Linked DNA regions of Mus musculus: region 2 is linked to region 1. Evidence: chromatin contacts called from public HiChIP or PLAC-seq data. All regions are on one chromosome and are shown on one strand. The core of a region is the stretch at or near the end of the contact, and the rest is flanking DNA. Distances in the headings are between cores, read along the strand shown. Region 1 overlaps 2610307P16Rik (RIKEN cDNA 2610307P16 gene). Region 2 overlaps 2610307P16Rik (RIKEN cDNA 2610307P16 gene).

What was found. HiChIP or PLAC-seq counts read pairs in DNA pulled down with a chosen protein or histone mark.
Region 2: a contact with region 1 is called in an H3K27ac HiChIP or PLAC-seq map of T-cell acute lymphoblastic leukemia, with 2.4 times the contacts expected there. The contact joins two enhancer-like sites. A contact is called at or near these places in 1 of 484 Hi-C or Micro-C datasets (pancreatic cancer cells) and 2 of 115 datasets of contacts at active chromatin or transcription factors (T-cell acute lymphoblastic leukemia and double positive thymocytes).

The regions. Positions count from the first base shown.
Region 1 is chr13:28,516,674-28,523,970 of GRCm38.p6, forward strand. The region is part of intron 7 of 2610307P16Rik (RIKEN cDNA 2610307P16 gene); the gene reads right to left. Among named protein-coding and RNA genes, the nearest start is that of Gm40841, 99 kb to the left of the region's middle. Within about 2 kb of position 3,343, at least 29 of the 459 cell types and tissues checked have an H3K27ac peak or open chromatin away from gene starts, as enhancers often do. A contact at or near this core is called in T-cell acute lymphoblastic leukemia and double positive thymocytes, where this site is marked.
Region 2 is chr13:28,831,773-28,838,775 of GRCm38.p6, forward strand. All of the region lies in intron 2 of 2610307P16Rik (RIKEN cDNA 2610307P16 gene), which reads right to left. Among named protein-coding and RNA genes, the nearest start is that of 2610307P16Rik, 50 kb to the right of the region's middle. Within about 2 kb of position 1,744, at least 55 of the 459 cell types and tissues checked have an H3K27ac peak or open chromatin away from gene starts, as enhancers often do. A contact at or near this core is called in T-cell acute lymphoblastic leukemia and double positive thymocytes, where this site is marked.

The DNA.
Region 1 (7,297 bases), core at 2,093-4,592:
TCTAGTCTCTGTCAGATCCACAAACCAGCGAACATTTGGAAACAAAAAAAGTAGATTGCAAAACCAAACATACCTGTAGGAGGAACCACTAACCCCACAGCCTTTCTCCTTCCCTTTCCCCTTCAAGTTTGATGACTTGACAGTTCTGGGACTCCTCCTAGAAGAGTGGGGGACTCACCCCCAGCCCCAGCTGTTCAAAGCTCAGCCCAATCTGCTCCTTAGAGTTGGCTGTATAGTAACAATGTGGCTACCGTTCACCTTCATTTGCTGTGAAGATCACTAAGCTTGAGAGGGGAGGGGAGGGAGGGAGAGAGGGAAGGAGGGAGGGAGGGAGAGAGAGAGGGAGGGAGGGAAGGAGGGAGGGGGAGAGAGGAGGCAGAAAGAGGGGGAGTCAGGGAGAGGGGGAGGCAGGGAGGGGGCAGGGGAGGGAGAGAGGCAGAGAGGCAGAGACATAGAGAGAAAGAGACAGAGAGAGAGACACACAGAAACAGAGTGAGAAAAAGAAACAGGAAGACAGATTCAGGCAGAGATAGTTAAAGAGAGAGTGCCCCAGGTGTAACAGAGCCCAGTTTCAAACTGGAAAGATGCGTTACCCAGGTACCTGACAGTTTCTATGGCCAGAGAGGCAAGAAGCAACAAGGGCAGGAAGAACGGAAAATCCGAAAGAGACAGAAAGCAGCAGCCAGAACACGTTTGGCAAGTGTGCAAGCTCACGTGAGGAGAGAAGAGAGTGCAAAAAGGAAATTTTGAAATAGAGACAAGTAGGCCTTTCACGTGAAGTCTCAGTTGTGACAGGATTCTACTTGTCTGCCACCACAAACATCCCACACCAGAGGCCCAGGGAAACATGGGGGAAGAGTCAGAGCAGAGGAGATGGGCTTCAAACCGATTTGAATGCAGGCGATAATCTGGACAGTTCTGAGCACTATCGGAGACAATGAACTCAGTGCAACTTGGGTTTCAGTCATGGAACTGACCTTTCATTCACAAAAATGGCTAAATTACAGTGTAGTGTTTTCTCACTCCAGTCATGGGTTCAGCTATTTAAATCTTATAAGGAGTCACGTTTAAATCTTGTCTTCCCACTGAAACAGCAGAACTGTGAAAATAACCCTCCACTGGTATCTCCTTCACAGGCAGTCCTGCCTGCTATATAAACAGCTGGGAAGCCTTTATTCACAATGACATCAAAGTCAATACTTGTTCTCAGTGACTCTGATTGATGTCTAACGCTAAAGTAAATTCAAATTCCCATCAGTAATGAACAGAGAATTGGTAGATGGGTTGGAATTTGCCTGGCAGATTCCAAAGCCTCTGGATTCACTTCCCTGGAAAGCATGAAGGTATTAAACTAACAAGGACAACGGCTCCTTCGTTCATTTTCACAGGTCTTTGCTCCCTTGTCCATTAGCTGAATCGATCCAAGAATGTTTCTGGATGCCACACCTGGAAGTTAGTATCTCACAGTCTGAGGCCAGGCTGATATGAAAGGGTCTACAGGACACAGGACTCCACTCCCAATATACAATGATTCCCCCAAACATCCACAGTTCTGGGATAGGGAAACCCTTCAGAGAGTTAGTTGTTGCAGGAATAAAACCTCCCTTGGGGGGAGGGGATCTTTAATGGTTTGTATGTGCATAAATGTACATGTGACTATGGATAGGTTTTGTGTGTACAAATATGTATAGAGATCATAGCTCTAGGTGTCTTTCTCTATTGTTCTCCACTTGTTTTTTGAGACTGAATCTCTCACTGAACCTGGAGCTCATGTATTCAATTCTACTGGAGAGCCAACGAGTCTAAGTGGTGCTCTGCCTCCCCAGCGCCAACATTATAAACATGTATTGCTTTGTTTGGCCTTTTTAAAGATGGGCTCTGGGAGGCTGGGAACTCACAACCTCATGCTTTTGTGACAAGCACTTTGGCAACATCTCTCAGTCTCAGCTCTATGGCTTTACAGTCATGGAGGTGAAAGAGATTCCAACTAAGGTCTGTATACGTTTCTTGTCACTGAAAAAGCAAACATCTGACACAAACAACTAGGAAGAAATGTTTATTTTGACTCCAGGTTTCAGAGGACTCTGTCCGTACCTGCTTAGTCCCACACACTTGGCAAGAACACTGCAGCAGTGGGAATGCGTAACACAGAACCCTTTTCATTCTCAATACTTATAGAAAATAGAGAGATGGAGATAGGAAAGCATAAGATACCTTCAAAGACTCTTTTCCAGGTGACCTTCTTCCTCAAGCCAGACCCCACCTCCTAAAGTCTCCAGATCTTTTCCAAACAGTGTCATCTTCTAAGGACCTAACCTTTAACACATGTGTGGCGGAGAAGAGAAGTGTTCCATATTCAAACCATAACATCTTGCTGCCATTAAAATGTCTTCTCTTCACATTTAACATAAACGTAGAGGACAGACACAGACAGAAGTTTAAAATGGGATCAGTATGGAATCCAGCAGACCGTAGAACACCAAACTCTGCATGAGACTTCAGTGGGTGATTCACTGCCAAAATAGCCACAAAGAAAAGATAAATAACAGAGTCTTAATGAATCACCAAAAGGTTGTTTGTTTGGACGTATATAAACCTAAAAGAAGTTAACATAGAGTTTATCTGTGTGTGTGTGTGTGTGTGTGTGTGTGTGTGTGTGTGTGTATGTGTGTATGTATGTAAGTATGTATGTTTCCATGGGTACTCTGATGCATACACATGTAAAAGCTACATGTCAATATAGGGTGTCATGCCATCCTCATCCAATCTCCACATTTTTGTTTTGTCTTGTTTTGAGACAAGGTCTCTCAAGTGAACCTGGAGCTCACCACTCAGCTAGGCTGGCAGGTCAGTGAGCTCTAATGATCTGCCTGCCTCCACCTCTGCAGTTTACATTTTAAAAGAAAATAAACCTTTATCCTGGCCACCTGTCACAGAGCCATGCCCACACAAGCACACCCACAAATACAAACACCAGAGAAACAGTGTCAGAGTCAATTGACTCTAGCTTAAAAAAAAAAAAAAAAAAACAAACAAACAAAAAAAAAAACTCTATGTAAGTCTTCCACCAGCTTGAAATAAAAGAAACTGACCGGAGAGGCTGAGGAGGATCTGAGGGTTTAACTCTTTCCTAAAAGCAGAGAGCCAACCACACCTGGAGATTAATTAGCAGGTCTTTGATGTATCATCTGTCCTCTGCACAGCACCCAGTGGGGTGGAGTCATCAAAACATTTACAGTGCCTGGTGAAAAAATAATTTGCCGTGAGGTAATTTAGTGTAAGCTCAGGTCATGTCCCAGTCTTGCCAAACAGATGGAGCTGCCAAAGGTCCCTTCCTGTAGCTGTTCCTTTCACAATGATGTGCCTGCTCACATGCTTAACTCTCTGCCAACCTTGATCTGCTCAGGGTGTGTGTGTGTGTGTGTGTGTGTGTCGTTTGCAGGAAGAGCTTCACACACAACATCTTAGGTTTCCCTGGATTCCTCTTGGTAGTCACACTTGGTTCAAGAGCGTCTGGGAAGAAGAAAGAAGAAAGGAGGTGCTGTCTAGACCAGGACAGAGATGTCATTCCCCAGCATGCACAGAACATGTCCTGCCCTGTCAGAAGAAACAGCTGTGATGCCTGGTGCAAGTTCCATGCAGCTGCTGTTTTGTGGAAGATTTCAACTCCACATCATCCATAAAGTACAAAGAACTCTGTTCACCATGGGCTGCATGGGTAATGGGCTGGGATGTGTCTTTAGAGCAGAAGAAAATCTCTCAGGAGACTTTGGACATGCACTCTTACTCCAAATGTTCCTTCTGAGGTGACCAGGACATAAACTGAACTTGGCAAGTTCGCTTGTGAGATTGTGCAAATGCAGTTGAAAGAAGAGCAGGGACTGGTGCACCTCATCCTGCATGTGTTCCCAACACTGCTTCCCTAAGCGGCATGGAGAGAACGGCTCAGCAGTCTGGTACAGAGAACACCACATGGCACCGGTCATTTCTGTTCTCTGAAAGGTGCCAGACTATGAGCAAAAGCACAAATCATTTTTATTAAACTGGGTAAATTAAGGAAACTTCTTGCAGCCAATACACTTGTACCCACAGGAATGTATTGAAAAACTAAGATCCTGCCCGGTGCAATCCACAGAAGAAAACACACAGAGATCAACAAGGTTGATAAAAGGCACTGAGGCTGGTTTCAGGCCTGGGCAGAAATCGAGAAATGGCTTAAATAATCCATGTTGTTGTTATGCTGAACAGAATTCTCACACTGAACGCAATATATAAACACCCTGAAGACTCCTTCCCTGAAAGTGCTCTCCTCCTTACATCAAAGAGGGTTAGGGTAAGAAGGATACTTGAAGGAGACTAAAAGACAACAGGCAGGCAGAAGGAAAAAAAGGCTCACCAAATCCACAGCACAGCCCCGCAGCTCATTTTGAATAATGACGGATCCTTCGAGCATTGATTTTACTCACAACACTAAATTCACTCATTATGTAACACTACATTGCTTCTTAGGTTTAGTGAATAAATTATAAAAGTTTAAGTCACTGAATGAATTATAGAACCAAATGTGGGCTCTTTGTGTATGCCAAGAATAATGTGCTTTTTCCTCAGGTGAATAACCTTAGGATAAATATGAAGTTAATCATAATATCTCTAAATCATCATCTAGAATTGGAACAGTGTGCTCAGCCGTACCTGTGTGTATTTATTTATGCTATCATACTTACATAATGTTTACACCACACTCTTTTATCTTACATAATCATGTTTGTATGACTATCTAATTTGGTAAGCAAAGTTGGGAATTAGAATTCAATTGCTTAAGTAGGGCTGAAAGAGATAGCTCAGTGGTTAAGAGCATAAGCCCCATTTCCAGAAGACCCGAGTTTGATTTCTAGCATCCGCATCAGTTAAGTCAAGTTAAGTCCAGCTCCAAGGGAAATCAGACACTGCCGGACTCTGTGAGCACCTGAACTCACTTGCACATACACAGACACAGCCGAGAAACATGCAACACATGCACACACACACTAGGCAGACAGATAGATACTTTAATTATGTCCCAGTGCTGGGACATTTGTTTCTCAACAAATATGTGTGCACAGAGTTTCTCTTAAAGATATAAGTAAATTTGGGATAGGAAAGATGCCTCAGTGATTAAAAATGAAGAATTATTGCTATAGAAGCATGAAGACCTGAGTTCAAATCTCCAGGAGCTATAAAGCTGGATATGGATACACACACACACACACACACACACACACGCACGCACGCACACATTCATACTCACTCATGAACATACATTCATATATGCATACACACCACCCAAATCTAAACATACATGAAAATATAAGTGAACTCTACCCAGTTGATCCTTGTTAGTTACAGTCCTCACTGCAGTTGAGGATATCTGTGATTAACAATGGGAAAACCATTTCCCTTGAGATCATGGAAAATTCAACTGAATTCAATTATGGAACATAATTGAAGAAGCAGTAAGTCAAAACATATACCATGCCCTTCATACACAGCCATCTGCAAAGTTTCTCACAGACACAAACTATTTAACATCTTGTCACAGGCAGCTTTAAGACTCTCCTGGGAGTTACAAGTTAGTTAAATGCATATTTTGCCGTCCCAGTAAAAACCCCAAATGAGTACATTTCAGGTACTAAGCCAACAAGTACTAGCAATGGGCTGCCATATTTATGGAGAAGGATAGCTCACAAAAAAAAAAAAAATGAGAGAAGCAGTGATTGATGGGTTCTTAGGCAACAAGGAAAGAAATGCTTGTATGCAACAACATAGCTACAGAATTTCAAGGAGGACGATCAAGAAGCAGCATCAGAAAACAGTACAGGAAAACGTACTGCACTGGGTGTGCACTGGATGTGGCTCGGGTTACTCCTGTTCCCTCTGTAGGGATACAGCTAGGCAAATTCGAATGTATCAAGCCAAACAGGAAACACTGAAGGAGAAAGAGAAATCTCCAGACCTGGCTCATAGCTGCTCAGTAAGTTTCTGTGGAACAAACAACTGTTCCAAAGAACAAGAAGAATGTAGAAGGAGGAGACACAGCAAGGACCAAGGGGAGAAGAAGAACAGTATTCAGCACCTCTGAGCACATCCCACCCCACAACACTTGAATAAAAGCATGCAAGGGCTCTGAACAGCAGCATCTTCTTCATGTCAAACAGCTGGCCATAGGGATGATTTACTAACTTAGCGGTGAGATACATCACTTTCCTGTCTCGTTGGTACTCCAGCCTTGCTGTCTCTTGGTCATCTCTAGCCTCGTGTACCTACCCAAACTTCCTGTTGACTAACGAGAATATTAAACTCAAATATTAATTGTAACCACCACCATCAAACAGCACTTTTTATACATTGTGGAGACTAACAGAGTTCGACTCTCTCCCACCTGAAACCAAATGCCTTCAGGTTTGGCTTATAGGGGCTCTGAGAGTTTCTGCTAAACAAGTGCAAGGGAACAAATGAGAAAAAAAAAAAAAAAAAACAGTTCCAAAGGACAGGGCTGAAATGAAAAGAATCTTTTACACACACACACACACACACACACACACACACACACACACACCCCTCTAATTGTTACACATAAAACAACTCTAAAGACAGAATTATTTCAAATACTACATAAAAAAAGCTTAAATTTCTAATCAGTAAATAATAAACTGCTTCATGTAAATTAGGACAAGGATCAAGACCATAATAAATCATAGGCATGAAACTTGAGCCTTGGTAATCTACTGACTTGGTATTTCCTTTAACTCAGCTTTCCCAGCTTTCCCGAGATTTGCTTTTTCATTAAGGGTGGTTCTAGGTGAAGGCCAACAGAACACTATATACAAACACAAAATCCTCTCCCTTTCTCCACAACTTCAGGGTCGCTACACCCAGCTGAAATTTAAGGACACCTAGAGGACTTTGACAGACTATTCTAAATGACCAAACCACTGAAACACTTTCCTATCCTCTAACAATCCTCCCAGTTATAGTTTAAAGCTATAGTCCTAAAACCAAGGCATACTACTTAAAATTAATGAAAAAGTACAAGCTTATAAGTAGATATGTACTCCTAAAAATACTTCCTATGCCAACTAAAGCCCAAGCCAAAGTTCTCAGGGAGCCATGGGCTATTAACTTGGCACACTGAGTAGTATTGCAAGGTGGTAATGGAGCCAATGGTTCTGGTCTTCAAACCCCACTAGGTTCATAACTTTGGTGAGTGATCTATCCTGTTGTGTCTGGTTCTCCTCCTGAATGGAACCATGAAGGTGCC
Region 2 (7,003 bases), core at 494-2,993, 310 kb after region 1:
GATGTGCGGAAATAAATATGCAAAGTAACACTCACAAAAAGACTCAGTATGCATGAGGTTTTATAGCCTACTATTTCAAGTTTCAAAGACCAATTTCACACTGTTATCAACTGCTGCAGATAATTTAAAACTAAAAAGCAAACCTCTACAAAGACACAACATAATTTATTCCTGCCCAGAAAAACAATATAAAACAAAAGCACAGATGAAGTTCACTCCGTACAATCATGGGAGATGGAGATGGTGAGACTGAGACCTGAGACCTGAGACCAGTAGAGAGATGTGATCTAAGTATGAATGTGTTACCCCATGCTTTGGGATTCTATTCCGTTCAGTTCAGTTCTGTTCCATTGGCTCACTTTTATCCTGGAGAGTGTAGAAGGGTAAGACTGTGCCTTTGCCCCTGAGTTGCCTGGTAACCATCATTTGAGATTATGAGAAGGTCTTTTTAAAAGTACACACAAGGGGAACGCCAGGGCCAAAAAATGGGAATAGGTGGGTAGGGGAGTGGGGGGTGGGGTGTGGAGGACTTTTGGGATAGCATTGGAAATGTAATTGAGGAAAATACGTAATAAAAAAAAAGTACACACAAACATACATACATATACACATATATAGTTATGCACGTGTGTTTATGTATACAAAAACTTATAAAAATGTGTATAACACACACACACACACACACACACACACACACCCCAAATCACTATCTGTACATCTTAAGCTCTCCTAAGTCTGCCTTTCCTTACTGTAGTTGGGATATGTGGATTAAGTGGACACATTCAGTATCATCCACTATACACAGCAGCTTCTCTGCTGTATACTGCCCTACTTTCGTAAGTCTGGAACATGTATTTGGTCCCAAAGCCTTTGATAAAATGCTTTGCCACGATTCAATATTTTAAATGTAAATAAACCACTGCATCATGTATTGATTTTATTTCAGATACCGTTTCTCTGATACCTTAAGAAGAATAAAGTCTATATTACATGCCATTCTCTTAAAGATCATTTTCTTGGAGAGGAAAACATTGTCAAAAGTATGATGGATTTTCTTCTGATGGATGGGGGAGTTGGGGGTGAGGGGACTCACAGGGTAGCAACCGCTGTCACTAATCAACACAGCCACAGCCTGAGGATTGAAAGGAACAGTAAGGGGACAGTGTAGCTTGCCATTCTATGATCCTAACAAGGTGTGTACTGGCAAAGCCAAGCCGGAAAAAAATAACCCTGCGACTCATAACCTGGTGTCTGCCTCCTTTTGGCATCTTAAGTTTAGATTCCATAAATACTCTGAATTCTACTTTCTCCGTGGCAGGATTACTTAATTTAAAGCTATACACACCATCCGTGCCTCTGCTGACTCTACAGGTTATAAAACTAAGGCCCAAGAGATTACCGATTTCTTCAACCGACTGCTAGCAGATCCCCGAGACACAATTTGTCATGGCTATGATGGCACCTGGAACTTTGTATTTGCTTCAAGAGGTCTTCTGCATTAGACCGGCAGGAGGCAAGCAACTGATAAAAAGATCCACAAATCCTTCTGCTTCAGAACAGAGCCACCCCCACCCAACAGGCAAGATCTGGACCCTCACTTTCTTTAATCAGAATTATGTGGGGTTTAAGCCAGGATAAAAAGATGTTCAGTTCCATTCTTTATGGGTTTCTGGGGGACCAACACAGGGGTGGGAATCACAGACGGCTGTCACCAGATCTGCCTCACACGCAGGCAGGAAGCAGGGTGGCAGTTAGAAGACAGGAAGACTGGGGGTGAGCAGAAACTTCCCACGGTGCCTGGAGAGATGAACAAGCTGTTCTCTCAGCATTCTTTTGGACCCAAGTGACTTGGTTCCTGGGCTCCCAGAGAAATGTGTGCCCTCCATAAGGAAGTCTCCACCTGCTTGGGAGAGATCACTACTCAACTGGCAAGATAAAAAGGAATGGTAGCTTTACCACCTACATTTCTACTCTAGCAATTAGTAAACTGAAAACAAGGGCTCAACAATCATCTGAGTTAATATTATTATTGCTATTGTGGTTGTTAGGAATGTAGAGCTTTAACACCTGACACTGACATTGATGGGGAATGTCAACTGGTACAGCCACTGTGGACATCAGTATGGCTCTTCCACATGGCTACAAACAGAGCTAGCTACCTTATGATCTGGCTGTACCACTCCTGGTATATATTCAAAGGAATCTTCCACTGGGACACTTGCATCTTCATGTTTATTGCAAGACTATTCACAATAGGCAAGATCAGGAACCCGCACTGATGCTGACTGGTGGATATATATGTGCAGTGCAATTTTATTGAATTGTAAAGAACCAAAATGAAACTGTAGCATTTACACAACTGGAGATCATTGTGTAACAGAAATATACCAGACGCAGAAAGATGAAGGGGGTCCATTCTCACATGTGCACATGTGCAGAATCTAGTTTGCTTTGTGTATGTGTGTGGGTGTGGGGGGTGGGGGGGGAGGGAGGGAGAGAGAGAAGGAAAGAGAGATGAAAGTAGAAAGGTCACTACAAAATGGGAGGAAAATGGCTAAAGGGAGGAAGGAGGAGAACAAAGGGATGGCTAATGGAGAAAGATAAAATGCCTCACTTTCGCTCATATATGTAGTCTATATTTAAGCATAACACATATGGCATGAATGCAAAGAAGGAACTATTTGGGAAGAACAAAGGGATGACCAAGAAAGGGGGTGAATGGAAGTGGCATGTGAGGGGATAGGAGCAAGATGCAACTACGTGTGTGTGTGTGTGTGTGTGTGTGTGTGTGTGTGTGTGTGTGTGTGAAAATGAAACCTATTATTTTGCATATTTACCAAATTTTAACTTAAAAGCTTAAAGAAAAGAAAACTGAGAACAAAAGCTATGAGCCAGACCTTGAGCCAGCCTATCAGAACTCCAACATCTTGGTTAGGTTTCCTGTATTACTGCTAATATTTGTAAGGAATTTAGAGAACAGTGTATTAGAAAAACAAAAACTGAAAAAGCTTATCCAGAAATGCTATTCTGTGCCATATAGAAATATTTAAGTTGTGTCTTTTTAATACATCTCCCTAAAACTAATAATATATACTATTTAAATTTAGCAAGTTAATAGTGAATTACTCTAAAATATCATTAATGCTGATTTACACACAAATACATGCATGCACACACCAAAAGAATTCTGTAGAACTTCCTGGAAATTATAGTAGTTTTCCCATGAAAAGAGGGAGAAAAGTCTTTGCCATCATTGAATAAAATCTGTGTCGTAGATTTTCATCCTAGATAGCTCTGCTGTTTCTCATGCCGTAACCATGCCTTCTCCATTACTGAAGTGCATGAGGCAACACAATTTCCATCAACTTTTGTCAGAATGTAGGATCTGTTGACCCATGGGCCTGCTACACTGAGTCTGCTCCGCTTGCTAACACAGTTTTCAGTCATCCTAATTATCCACTGTGTATAGGTACCAGCTCTGTTCTGTGGTAAGACCTGCCCACTGTGAAAGCCGTTGCCACAATAAGGAAGGATATGAAGATGTATGAAGAAGAAAGGATAAAGCAAAGAGATGAAGGGAGAAACTCATCATCAAGAGACATCAGAGGAAGGAGGAGGAGCAAACTGGGCCACTCTCCACTCCGGCATGACAGTCAGGAAGTTCATTCAGGGAAAGAGAACCGTCAACAGTGGGAAGCAGATGGGAGAAAAGAAGCCCAGGTAAGTGGGACCACACAGTTCAAACAAGAGGGAGGGACTCATGGCCAAGCTCTTTGGCTAGACTATCGCCAATGTAGTAAGCAAACAGGAGGGATAGCAGCCCCAAATCCCCACCAAACATGAGAGATTTCCTTTAGGGATGGATACAAAACAAAAACAAAAACAAAAACAAAAAAAACAAAAACGAGCAGTAGCCATAACAACAAAACAGAACCATCCGTGTGGTACAGAACCATCCATGCACCCGGGCCATTTGTGTTTATGTGTATTAACTCATCTGAAACCCACAGGAACCCAAGAGAGAGAATATGAATATGGTTTCAGTGTGAAATGTCCCCTCCAGGCTTGTGCAGTTTAATACTTGGTCCCCAAGTAGTGGTGCTGTTTGGGGGACATTGTGGAGCATTTAGAAAAATGTGGTCTAACCGGTAGGAAATGGCTATGGAGGTGCACCATGTGGGTGAGAGCCCACATTCCTTAACTTCCTGATCCACCTGGATGTGAGCATGCTCCTGCAGCCATGATGAGCTGTCTCAAACTGTGAGCCAAGATAGGCCTTTCCTCCTTTAAGCTGTTTCTTACTGACACATGGTCACACATTAAAAAAAAAAAAAAAAAAAAAAAACAGGGCTGGTGAGATGGCTCAGTGGGTAAGAGCACCCGACTGCTCTTCTGAAGGTCCAGAGTTCAAATCCCAGCAACCACATGGTGGCTCACAACCATCTGTAACAAGATCTGATGCCCTCTTCTGGAGTGTCTGAAGACAGCTACAGTGTACTTACCTATAATAAATAAATAAATCTTTAAAAACAAAACAAAACAAAACAAAACTGCAGGATAGTTATGAGAATGCTTGTCGCAATTTTGGAAAGTTGGCACCCAAAGTCTCAGAGAATGAAATGAATGTCAAAGGCTAAACAGCTGGTAAGTATTTTAAACTATTCCAACTGCAGCACTGTGGGTGAGCTAGATGTGCGAGCACAGTGGTTTCTCCTTTTTATTACACAGTGGAAAAGCTATTGTATTAGGCTAAGTGGACTCACCTCTTATACAAAGATGGAACAAAGGTTGCTAACCAGTGGGCACCCCTTTAGCCCTTGCACCACTGCATCAGTTGAAGAACTAAAAAACATACGTGAATTCAGGCTACTCTTGGGAAGACCAGACAGCCAAGGAGAAAAGTCTATACTAACCAGTATGCCAAGAAAAATGTCTAAAATGGATTGTGTAATCTTGCATGGCAGTTACTATAAGAGGCTGACCACTGCTCCCAGGGATACTGGGTCCAATCCCCACAAGCGAGATCAAGATCTCATTTAGAAAAAAAGGGTCTTCAAGAATGTGAGCAAGTTCTCTCTCTCTCCAGCAGCCGAGCAAGATGTCCAAAGGGAAGAAGGCCAAGGGGAAGAAGGTGGCCCTGGCCCCCACCATCATCAAGAAGCAGAAGGCCAAGAAGGGGGTCAACCCTCTGTTCGAGAAGAGGCCCAAGAACTTCGGCATTGGACAGGACATCCAGCCCAAAAGAGTTTTAACGTGCTTCGTCAAATGGCCCTGCTACATCAGGCTGCAGCAGCAAAGAGCCATCCTCTACAAGCGGCTCAAAGTCCCTCCTGCCATTAAGCAGTTCACCCAGGCGCTGGACAGGCAGACAGCTACTCAGCTGCTTAAGCTTTCCCACAAGTACAGGCCAGAGACAAAGCAAGAGAAGAAGCAAAGGCTATTGGCCCATGCTGAGAAGAAAGCTGCTGGCAAAGACACTATCCCAACTAAGAGACCACCTGTCCTCCGAGCAGGAGTCAATACAGTCACCACCTTGGTGGAGAACAAGAAGGCTCAGCTGGTGGTGATTGCCCATGACGTAGACCCCATTGAGCTGGTGGTTTTCCTACCTGCCCTGTGCCAAAAGATGGGGGTGCCCTACTGCATCATCAAGGGAAAGGCCAGGCTGGGGCACCTGGTCCACAGGAAGACATGCACCACTGTTGCCTTCACACAGGTTAACTCAGAAAACAAGGGCGGAAGACATGCACCACTGTTGCCTTCACACAGGTTAACTCAGAAAACAAGGGTGCTTTGGCTAAGCTTGTGGAAGCTATTAGGACCAATTATAATGACATATATGATAAGATTCGTTGCCACTGGGGAGACAATATCCTGGGTCCTAAGTCTGTGGCTCGAATTGCCAAGCTGGAAAAAGCAAAGGCTAAAGAACTCGCCACTAACTTGGGTTAAACGTACACTAAATTTTCTGTACCTAAATATAATTACAAAATTAAAAAAAAAAAAAAAAAGAGTGTGAGCAAAAAGAGCTTTAGGAGGCGAGGTCATGCGGGGCCACTGAAGTCATTCCTACATGCAGTCAGTATAACTGTGTCTGGACATTTGCACTTGTTTTATTTTCCATATTAGGATTCAAAGATCAGGATCTCCAGTGTCTTTGGTTAGCCCTCTAATGTTAATACTGAGCTATCCCATACCCAAAGAGTTGTAGGAAGAGAGGAGACTTGATTAAACCAAAGAAACTGTGTCCCAGTTCTGTCACTGTTACCACCACCACAGCCACAGTCACCACCACCACCATCACCACCATCACCACCATCACCACCATCAGGCTGGCCTGGACCTCTTAGGATCAAGTCATCCCCCACAAAGCTGGGATTGCAGGTGCCCATGTCCATGCTATCAGCCAGCAGAAATCCCCAGAGAGAACCCAGGTCTGCTACTTGACATCAAGTGAGACAGACACCTTTGTGGTAAATTTCTGGTTCACTGAACCATTTCCATTTTCAGATACAACCTGTCTGACAGAGTTGAGCACACCCAAAAGTGCCCACCATTCTAATCTTTCAGACACGCCTGCTAAGACCTTGAGCTAAAATACCCGCCACTCTCTTGCCTTCTCGAATAATGCCCTTCAACTGAGGTTGCTCAGGAATGCACTTATAGGCTGAGCATGCACAGGACTATGCTTGCCTCAAAACTGCCTTCCTGTGTAAATATTCAGAGACTCCCCAATAAAATCCCCATGTTTCCTTTGTTGGAAAAGGACATTGCTTGGGGGTGAGGGTAGGGGTGGAATCCTGGCTTCTCCTTACCTAGTACAGGCAGTAAATCTTTCCTCACTCTTTTACATCTTGACTAAGCTTGTTTGGCTCTCCACCGTCTAAGATGCGAGCCACTGTGAGGCTGTGCTGCTGACAACCTTGCTGTCAGCCCAGTGGATGCTGATATTGGACTCCTCTGCTCCCAGAACTTGGAAGAAACACGTTTCTGTTGCTTTAAG